3 separate regions of the Mus musculus genome follow, and regions 2 and 3 are each linked to region 1. A link is a contact called in public promoter capture Hi-C data. All regions are on one chromosome and are shown on one strand. The core of a region is the stretch at or near the end of the contact, and the rest is flanking DNA. Distances in the headings are between cores, read along the strand shown.

What was found. Promoter capture Hi-C pulls out the DNA fragments that hold promoters and counts their contacts.
Region 2: a contact with region 1 is called in a promoter capture Hi-C map of cranial neural crest. The contact joins the promoter of Hipk1 here to the promoter of Wnt2b in region 1. A contact is called at or near these places in 2 of 39 promoter capture datasets (cranial neural crest and hippocampal neurons).
Region 3: a promoter capture Hi-C map of second pharyngeal arch cranial neural crest shows a contact between it and region 1. The contact joins the promoter of Rsbn1 here to the promoter of Wnt2b in region 1. A contact is called at or near these places in 4 of 39 promoter capture datasets (cranial neural crest, liver, maxillary cranial neural crest and 1 more).

What each region holds. Positions count from the first base shown.
Region 1 is chr3:104,960,278-104,963,276 of GRCm38.p6, forward strand. Wnt2b (wingless-type MMTV integration site family, member 2B) reads right to left here and starts at 1,432. Exons shown (of 5, transcript NM_009520.3): 1 at 1,020-1,432. The coding sequence starts at 1,195.
Region 2 is chr3:103,789,732-103,792,730 of GRCm38.p6, forward strand. Hipk1 (homeodomain interacting protein kinase 1) reads right to left here and starts at 1,544. Exons shown (of 16, transcript NM_010432.2): 1 at 1,264-1,544.
Region 3 is chr3:103,912,649-103,915,647 of GRCm38.p6, forward strand. Rsbn1 (rosbin, round spermatid basic protein 1) reads left to right here and starts at 1,472. Exons shown (of 8, transcript NM_001356556.1): 1 at 1,472-2,505. The coding sequence starts at 1,803.

The DNA.
Region 1 (2,999 bases), core at 182-2,681:
GGGGTGCTTGTTTCAGGGGAGGAGCAGAGCAAGCGGGGAAGGGAGACACTACATGTTAGAGAGGGCACTGGCCCAGCCCAAGAGGCCAGTTCGACTGGAGAGGTGAGGAGGAAGGATGAGCCATCCGAATCTTTTTGCAGTCCGATTCTACCCTCCTTGCCCTTCCTGGAAAGAGGATGCGTATCCAAAGGGGGATGAAGGAGTCCTGGGGCCGGGTCGGGAATTCTACAAAGAACACAGCAGGCATCCGGTGGATCCTGGACGCCTTTTGCCTCATCTGCCCTTTGGAAGTGTCTGAAGATTAAGGCCTGCAGGAAGAGATCTGAAGAGAGGGTCTCACAACTCTTGAGACTCTAGAAGCCCCTGGGGCTTGGGGAGGAAAGGCGGGAGGTTATGTTATCTGGGACAGGAAAGCAAAAGGGGGCATCGGTGTTCCAAATTACACCCTCAAAGCCAAGGCTGGTGACAAACGCCTGCGTTATGCAACCCCAAGGATTTAATTTGTTTCGGTTGTGGGCATTAGGGGAAGTTTGTGCCTCAATTTCACTTCTAAGCCTTTCCGTGGATGCTACTGGCTCGTTGTGTGGGCTAGACTAGCAGAGGGATGTGGGGGACAGCCAGCTGCCCCCCCTACTCGTGTCTCCAAGGGCTCTTAGGTGGTGTAAGGTTTTTTGAAGACCATGACCATGCCAAACAGACACTGCAGGATGTGGAGAGGCGACTAGTTCCCACCCTGAGAGAGAATCACCAAGTAGCTTCTGCGGTAGAGGTTTCAGTAGAAATACCAAGGGGCACAATGGGGCAGCCTAGGGGACTTCAACCATCAGCTCCCTCCTTCCAGATGCCCAGGGCTCTCCTCTCCAGCGCCTCATTTTCTCCAACTCCTCACTGGCCACTGGAAACTTCTGGGACTGTGTCCTTCCTCTAATTCCTCCTAGGCAATTCTGGTGCCTAAGCAGCCGATGCCCAGAGCAATGCACTCGTTCCAGTAAGCCTACCAACCCCAGAACCATACTTACCACCAGGACGTGTCTACACGGGCCGGCAGAGTCAGGAGTAGCAGCAGCAGCAGGCAGGCAAGACCCAGGCGGGCGGAAGATGGGGACACGTCGGGGGCCGTGGGTCTGGGCACGGGGACGCGGGCACGCCGAGGGGCGAGCTGCGCGGCTTCATCCTCACCCTGCAGCTTCAGCATAGCTCCCCGCAGACTCCCGCCCCGAAGCCCGCAGGGCCGTGGACGGGCACTGTCTGGGCTTCCTCAGGCGTCTCCTAGATCGCCCCACAGAGTGGCCATGGGGACCATGGGCGACCGAGGACCTCAAGGCACGTGGAGCCCGGGAGCCAGACGCAGGGTTCCCAAGAGCGTGCAGGGCCAGGAGACCGACGAGCGCTGAGCCGGGTGTGGGCGGTCGGGTGCGGTGTCAGTGGCTCCGGGGCGCGGAGTGCGGCGGGGGCCAGAGCGCGCCGACAGCCCCTGCGGCCGCAGCTCTCATTGGACGGGGCGGGGCGGGGCCGGGGACACGCGCGGCCTTCAGCGCGGCTCCGCCCGCGCCAGCCCGGGTGCTCCCCGGCGCCCTAGGTGTGGCGGCCGCCTCCTCCCCTCCGTTCTACGGGGCGCCACCGCGCCGCGTCCCCACCTGCTCTGGCCACCCGCGACGGGGCTCTTCCCTGCCTGCAGCCCCCTGTCCCTACCGACGCCACGCCACGCCACCGGGTCCTAGCGCCCTTCACTCAGCAACGCGGACCACTGCGTTTGATGGCAAGGAGCACACGGTGTGTGTGGCGAGGGAGAGACGTGGAGAGGGTTGCGGACACTTCCAGTTCTTTAAGTACAGAAGATGCACTTTCTCTTGGTCCTCCCATCCTTGCGCTTCTAGGAAACTGGTAGACACCCGGCCAGCAAGAGTTGCGGGATAGTGGGACTCCTTTGGCCACACTGCCCTCAGGGGTACCACCGTAGGCAACCGGCCTCGGGCGGCGGACCCTCTCAAGAAGGACTCAACGTTCCCTCCACCCCGCCCACCGCTTCTCCCACCCACTCTCGTCCCGCCCGTCGTTGAGAGTCTTGTCCACCTTGGTGCTTTCCCCAACTCAGGGCAGCGCAGCCACCCAAGAAACACACCTGCGGGCGGGACGCAGCCGCCTGCCGGTGCCCTGACGGCTGGCCAGGGCTCGGCAGAGCTCGGTCTCTCCCAGTATCTCCGTCCCCCACCCCCTCGGGCGGAGCTGCGACTGGGAAAGAATCAGAAACAGCTGGGCTGCTTTCCCGCACCAGAGGCCGGGGTGGGGGTCCTGCGGAGAGGGTGGAAGCCCTGGTGCCTTTTCTCCCCCCTCCCTTTCCACCCTTCTTCCTCTCCACTGGTCCCTCAGTCCCGCAGAGTCGGGGAGGTGGGGTAGGGTAGTTGGGAAGAGGGTTGAAAGGATACCTTGCTCCTTTTGTATGCCCCACCCCCGACCCCCAACGGGCTCTCACTTCCCTATGTGTGAAGTTGAAGCTCCATAGGGGCACAATGATCCTTACTGAAACACAAAAGTTCTTTAAAGCCCAGATGGAGCCTTTCAACTGGAGACTTCCTCTGAGGTCTGGCCTAACTCCTTCAGCCTCAGTTTCTCCTGCCCAGCCTCCCATTCCCAGGTTGTTTTTCATGCCTCTCCTCGTGATTTTATCTAAACTATATAGTTCTGATGTAAACATCACGCTGGCCACTGCCCACCCACCTTAACCCCAAACTCACTGTCAGTCCGTGTTTGGTGGGGGTGTTAGAGATGCCAGAGTGTGAAGGACAGGGTACAGCTGGCTGCAGACATCTCAGAGACAGAGAAGAGAGAACAATTCAGAGGGGCGTTCATCCTCTCTCCCCTCAACTCAGTCCTCTGCCTGCAGTTTCTGTGGTAAGAGGCAAAGTAGATGTGCCAATTCCACAAACATTATTTTCTTTCATCTGATAGAGTCGTGCTTGGCTCCAGGAAAACACACACACACACACACACACACACAC
Region 2 (2,999 bases), core at 294-2,793, 1.2 Mb before region 1:
TGAGCAACCCCCACCCCCAAAAAAAATTGGCAATGGTTTGCATTCTCTATCATCTTAACCAAAAAAAAAACAAAAAAAAACAAAAAAAACAAAATCTTACAGACCATGAATCAAAAATAGCTTTACACAAACAAGAGCAAAATTGTAGGTTTTGCTGAGGCCATCCGCCACTTAATTTAACCCCACTCCGTCTACAGCAGGAAGCCATGCTGCTGTTTTCATCAGTTACTAGGAAACAAGATAAAGAGCGGACTGGGGCAACGGAGTCTACATTTGAAACTCTTGTTTGTGGCTGCACTACACTACTGAGAATTCTCAAAGTGTCACCAAAGAGACAAGAATGCGCATCTTATGAGTATCCACAACTGAGTCACTGGTTATGTAGAGAAAAGATTCACTTACTGGAGCTTGCCCCCACCCCCTCTCCGGCTTCCCGTTCCAGTACCCATTCCCAAACAGGAAAGAAAACGCGCCCAGCATAAACACACAGGCCATTGCTCACGGTTCGTCACCACAACAAACTGGAGGTTAGACCAACGCTCCTAGAGACCAAGTTTTTAGGTCTCGGTTGCCAAGCACAAAAGGGGGACGCTGCCCTACAGAGCTGTTTATAGTGTGGGTCCTACCCAAAGGCTTTTGGTTGTTTCCATCTTTTAATGTTTTGGATTTTGTTGTTCTTGGCTTTAAAGGCGACGACGGACTGCAAAAGTTTAGACCTCTAGCTTTGCCTTGCAGAGATAAACATATAGGTGGGCTGGTCCCCACACAGCGTTACCACCATCACAAATTACATACTCAAAGACTACAGAACATGAACCAAGAGAACAGAAAAGCTTCCATACCAGCCCGACCACCACGATTTACTCTAGATGCGGTTTCCCGGTCCCCAAAGGCACCAATACGCCCAAACTACAGCTACAGGGAGTGGGGTGACATGCACACGCACAAGCACAAGAACCTGCCACCGCAGTCCGCGGTTGGGGTGGAGATCTGTACGGTGGGGAGATGCCAGACGGACCCCTGTCACCTGAGGACAACACGATCTGGAGGGAAAGGCAGGAGGCAGGGGGAGCTGCCCATTTTCTCCGGCACGCAGTCGCGCCTGGCCGCTCGCGACCAGGCGCCTAGGGCCGCGCGGGGCCTGGCGAGAGAGGCACCCCAAGCAAGCCGGCTACCCAAGGGAGTCTGCGGCTCGCTCCGTCCCACCTCGGGGCGCCGACTCCCAAAGTCCACGACCCCAGCCCCTCGCCGAGCCTGACTCACCGCCGGTGTGTGTAGTTCTCAGCCTCGAGTCGGGGCCGCCGCGAGGAGGCGGCGGAGGAGAGGCGATCCGGGGCCCCGCAGCCGGGTCATCATACCCCCCGCACGAGCCGGCCCCGGCCCCGGCCCCCGCCCCCCGGAGCCGTCCCCGCGCCCGTCCTGCGGCCGGAGCCTCGCCAGCCTCCCGCCTGCCCTGCCACCCGGCCCCTTCCCGCCGCCGCCGCCTCAGCGCCGAGCGCTCCCGCCTCGGCCTCCCCTGCGGTCCGGGGCCACGGCCCGGCCCTTCGCTCCGCAGCCGCCGTTGTCACCAGACCCGACAAGTGGAGCCCCGAGCGACCGCCTCCATCCCGCCGGCCCCGCCTCGCCGGAACCATTCAGCCACCTAGCGCCATGACACCTACTGAGGCGGAAGTGCGGAGGAGCGGGAGGGCTGAGATCACTGCATCTTGCCCCGGGCCGCGGGTGTGGGTGGGCCTCCGTGGGGAGCCAGCGTGGACAGTGTGTGGGGACCGGTTTCCCAGTCCTCTCCGCACAGCAGTCTCCGAGGTCGTTTAACCGGCGTTTGGTGGCGGTCGGGTTTCTTACAGTTAGATGTCATCTCAGCTAGTGTGACATCACCCCAAACCAGTGTGATTTTCCCCCAACATCCCAATCACATCCCAGCGATTGGGCAGCGCAGGGAGACATTGACTACCTGGGGATGACTCTGAGGGTTTAGAATTCTCAGTTTTTACTTAAATTGTTTGCTGCCATGTCGATTTCAGGGCAGCATAAGGGATTTAGATGCCTCCCTGTGCTGAAGCGCTCCCACCGTAGAATCTGTTAGGAAATAAAATATCCGAACTCAGCTCCTCCATGCATGCAGTAAACAAAAATTGTCTTACCTCCACGAAGGGTAGAAAGGCGGTGGATTCCGGAAAGTGGACCTGGCATAATGTTTAAGAAAAATGACCCTGAAAACTAGGTTATCTTAGTAGACAGTTGCCAACTCAGCCTCAAGAGATTCTGTGGGACTTGATATGCCTTCCGCGCTGTAAAATGTTGGTTCTTAAAATGAGAAACATTTCTTGGAGTCGAGTATTTATAAGAGTAAGGTAGGATGGTACGTGCCTTTAAACCCAGGATTCATGCCTTTAAACCCAAGATTCTGGAAGGAGAGGCAGATGGATCTCTTGTGAGTTTGTCAACTTGATCTACATAGAGAGGCCCTACCTAAAAGAAAGAGGAGTGCCGGGCAGTGGTGGCGCACGCCTTTAATCCCAGCACTTGGGAGGCAGAGACAGGCGGGATTTCTGAGTTCGAGGCCAGCCTGGTCTACAGAGTGAGTTCCAGGACAGCCAGGGCTACACAGAGAAACCCTGTCTCTGAAAACCAAAAAAAAAAAAAAAAAAAAAAAAGAAAGAGGAGGAGATGGAAAATGTGTTCTTTCTTACAAGAACAGTCTGAACCCCTAACTGACTATCCACCACCATAGATTTTTACCTGTGTCCTGTGAGCAGAGAGCAGGTCTAGGAGAGGCCTTTCTATCAGTTATATTTTTCAGTCCTCACTCATACATCCATGATTTCTTTGGATCTTCACCTAACAAAATGTTTTCTAGGCTATCCTATCATACCTTTTAAGGAAAGTCGTTTGAGTTTCTCCTCTTAACATTGGGAATGGGGAGGAAGTTCATTTCCCTGGAGAGCCAGGGTTAGCAAAATGTTCAATCCCACAGGACAGATTCCCTTGCATATTTT
Region 3 (2,999 bases), core at 222-2,721, 1.0 Mb before region 1:
TGTCTCTCCGACCCTTCAACTAAATTTATACACTGCCTTAATATTAAAAATAACTTTAAAAAATAGATTTTGCTATGCAGCCCTAGGCTGGCCTCAAACTATTGATCCTTCTCCAAGCTGCAGACCGCTGCTATTGCAAGCGTGCTCCATCACGACTGACTAAAGGTTTTAGTTAGAAAACAAAGCACTCCTTCCTTTGTGCTTGCAGTACTGCTTGTGAAAATGACTAAATGTCTAAACGGAGTGTATCTCCTCAATTTCCCCAATTGTTGCGTAAAAGAAGGAAAGATGATGTACAAATAACGGCAGTGATCACTTCTGTATTGCTATGAGGTGTCCAACTGTATGTATGTTTACCCAGTTATTCACTTACCAATTCAAGAAAAAAAAATCAACAGCGGTTACTTTTTGTTAGCACTTTAACTTTCTTTTTTGATAGTGTGTTCTTCATAGAAAAGGCCCTATAGATAAACGTGTCCACATAAAACGAATTTATGTTCACAACCATTTAAAGGTACTGGTGATTTGAAAATGTATTTCTATATGACTATGGATTCTTCTAAGTAAATTATATTTCAAATCTAGTTTTATACAGTAAATAATTTAATGGCTCTTTATTATTGTAAAGGGTTGGCTTTACTTTCCCTATCAGTTTAATATTTTTACTTATGAAAATACAGCCTAGCAACAGTATTATTTGCGCTTTAATACTTTTTGTTGGGAAACCCAAATGCTAGGGCAAATTGACCTGTATTGTTACTTGTTTATTGTAGTACAATGTATACCCAGTAGGTGTTCAAGAACTTCTCTATTTTAAACGATAACTTTTATTACAGAAGTTCACTCAGCCTAAGTTACTTCTCTGGGAACTAGTGGTGTTAAACCACAGTGTCTTTTATATGCCTAGTACATCATTGTAGTCGGTTATTTCCAAATAGCTTTCTCAAGGACTTAAATGCAATTCTAGGTAAAAAGCTAAAGTAATGAAACTCAAAACGGATTTCTGAGTAAACACCATCTCCTGGCGAACAGTGTCAGGTTGACAGCGCTTTTCACATTTGCAAATTTATATGTATGGGTTGAAAAAAAATTAAAAATTTCTATCGAGACATTTTTTTTTGTTGTTAACTATAGCTGTATGTTCAACAAAAATGCTGGATTCTACCTTTCCAAGAATTGGAGGGAAAAGTGACTCTGGCAAGGCGGAGCTGCGCTCAGGGAACGCCTAAGGCAACATTTGCACCTGCCTTGAGCCTGCAGCGGTCGCCACAGCAGTGCTATAGGAAATGCTTCAAAAAAATTTTTTTTTTCTTTTCTGAATAGCAGCTTTACAATGTTCTACAGCGAAACCGTCGTTTTACATATTCCGAAATTCTTTTCCTCCTGGTTTGTCAAGGGTAAACTGGAGATTCTTTTACCTCACAAAGGCTATGGGGAGAAATACGAAATTGAAAAGTCACTATGGAGACCACCTCCGGGCAAGATGAAGGAGGAACACTGGAAGTGGAGCGCCTGAACACACGGCGAGACTCTGAAAGCTATTAACATTGTTTGGGCGGTTAGGGCGGTTGGCGGCAACTCGCCGGAGGGCGGCAGTTGCGTGGCACCCCGAAGCGTGCCTAGGCGCACGCTCCCCTCCGCTCCTCCACTCAGAGAGCAAAGTGGGGGCGGAGGGGGAGGGGGAAGAACGCGAAGGGCGGTGGAACTACAACTCCCGCAAGGCCTTGCGCGTCCAGGGTGCTTTACAATAGAAGCTCGGTTGGCGAGGTCTGCGGAGAGGTGTCGGAACTGCCGTTTCCGGCATGTTCAGGTCTACGAGAACGACCGATCAGTGGAGGGTGGGGGAGAGACTCCAATGCCCAGCGGGCCATGCGCGGGCAGCGCTTGCGCGAACCGCGGACGGGGGGGCGGTCGGGCCATTTAAATGTGTGTTTGTGGGTGAAATGGCTGCGCAGGTCGGAGCGGTTCGCGTAGTACGGGCGGTGGCGGCGCAGGAGGAGCCGGACAAAGAAGGGAAGGAGAAACCCCATGTTGGGGTTTCGCCGCGGGGAGTGAAGCGGCAGCGCCGGGCGAGCAGCGGGGGTTCTCAGGAGAAGCGGGGGCGGCCGAGCCAGGACCCCCCTCTCGCTCCCCCTCATCGGCGGCGTCGTAGCCGCCAACATCCCGGGCCGCTGCCTCCAACGAATGCCGCCCCAACCGTCCCGGGCCCTGTTGAACCTCTGCTCCTGCCGCCTCCGCCGCCACCGTCGCTGGCACCCGCCGGGCCCACTGTCGCTGCCCCGCTCCCGGCCCCGGGCACCTCGGCCCTCTTCACCTTCTCGCCTCTGACGGTGAGCGCGGCCGGGCCCAAGCATAAGGGCCACAAGGAGCGGCACAAGCACCATCACCACCGCGGCTCCGATGGTGACCCCGGCGCCTGCGTTCCGGGCGATCTCAAGCACAAGGACAAGCAGGAAAACGGCGAAAGGAGCGGAGGGGTGCCTCTGATCAAGGCCCCCAAGAGAGGTGAGAGCAGGCGAACCGCTGGGGCTCGGGCTGTAGGTCTCAGTGCCCATATCCCGCCCCTTTAGGACTGAAAGACGCCGCTCTACTCCCCTGAGCCCACTGGAGTGGACTCGGGATTGCAGGCGGTTGCCACAGTTTGACCTACTTGAGGCTTCTCTCTGAGGCCGAGCTGTCAGTTTCCATCCCTGTTTGCAGTTCCCCCGGAGCCTTTGCAACATTTATTTTCAAATTCGGCAGGGTTTCCGCGCCGCGCAGTGCTTGGCATCGGATTAGTAGGTGGGGTACTAAAACCTCCCTTTCTGAAGTAAAGGCTTGTCACTGAAAGTCCCTTCTTGTTCTCTTGCTTGGAAATCTTTAGTTTTTCTCATTCCTGGCACCAGCATATTTACAGGTTTGACTCTGGGCTCTGAGTTTGAATTCTTAAAGAGGTTACACAACTACTGGTTGCCTTAGCTTCGGCGAGGTTAAAAAAATCATTTACGGTGTTTATTTTT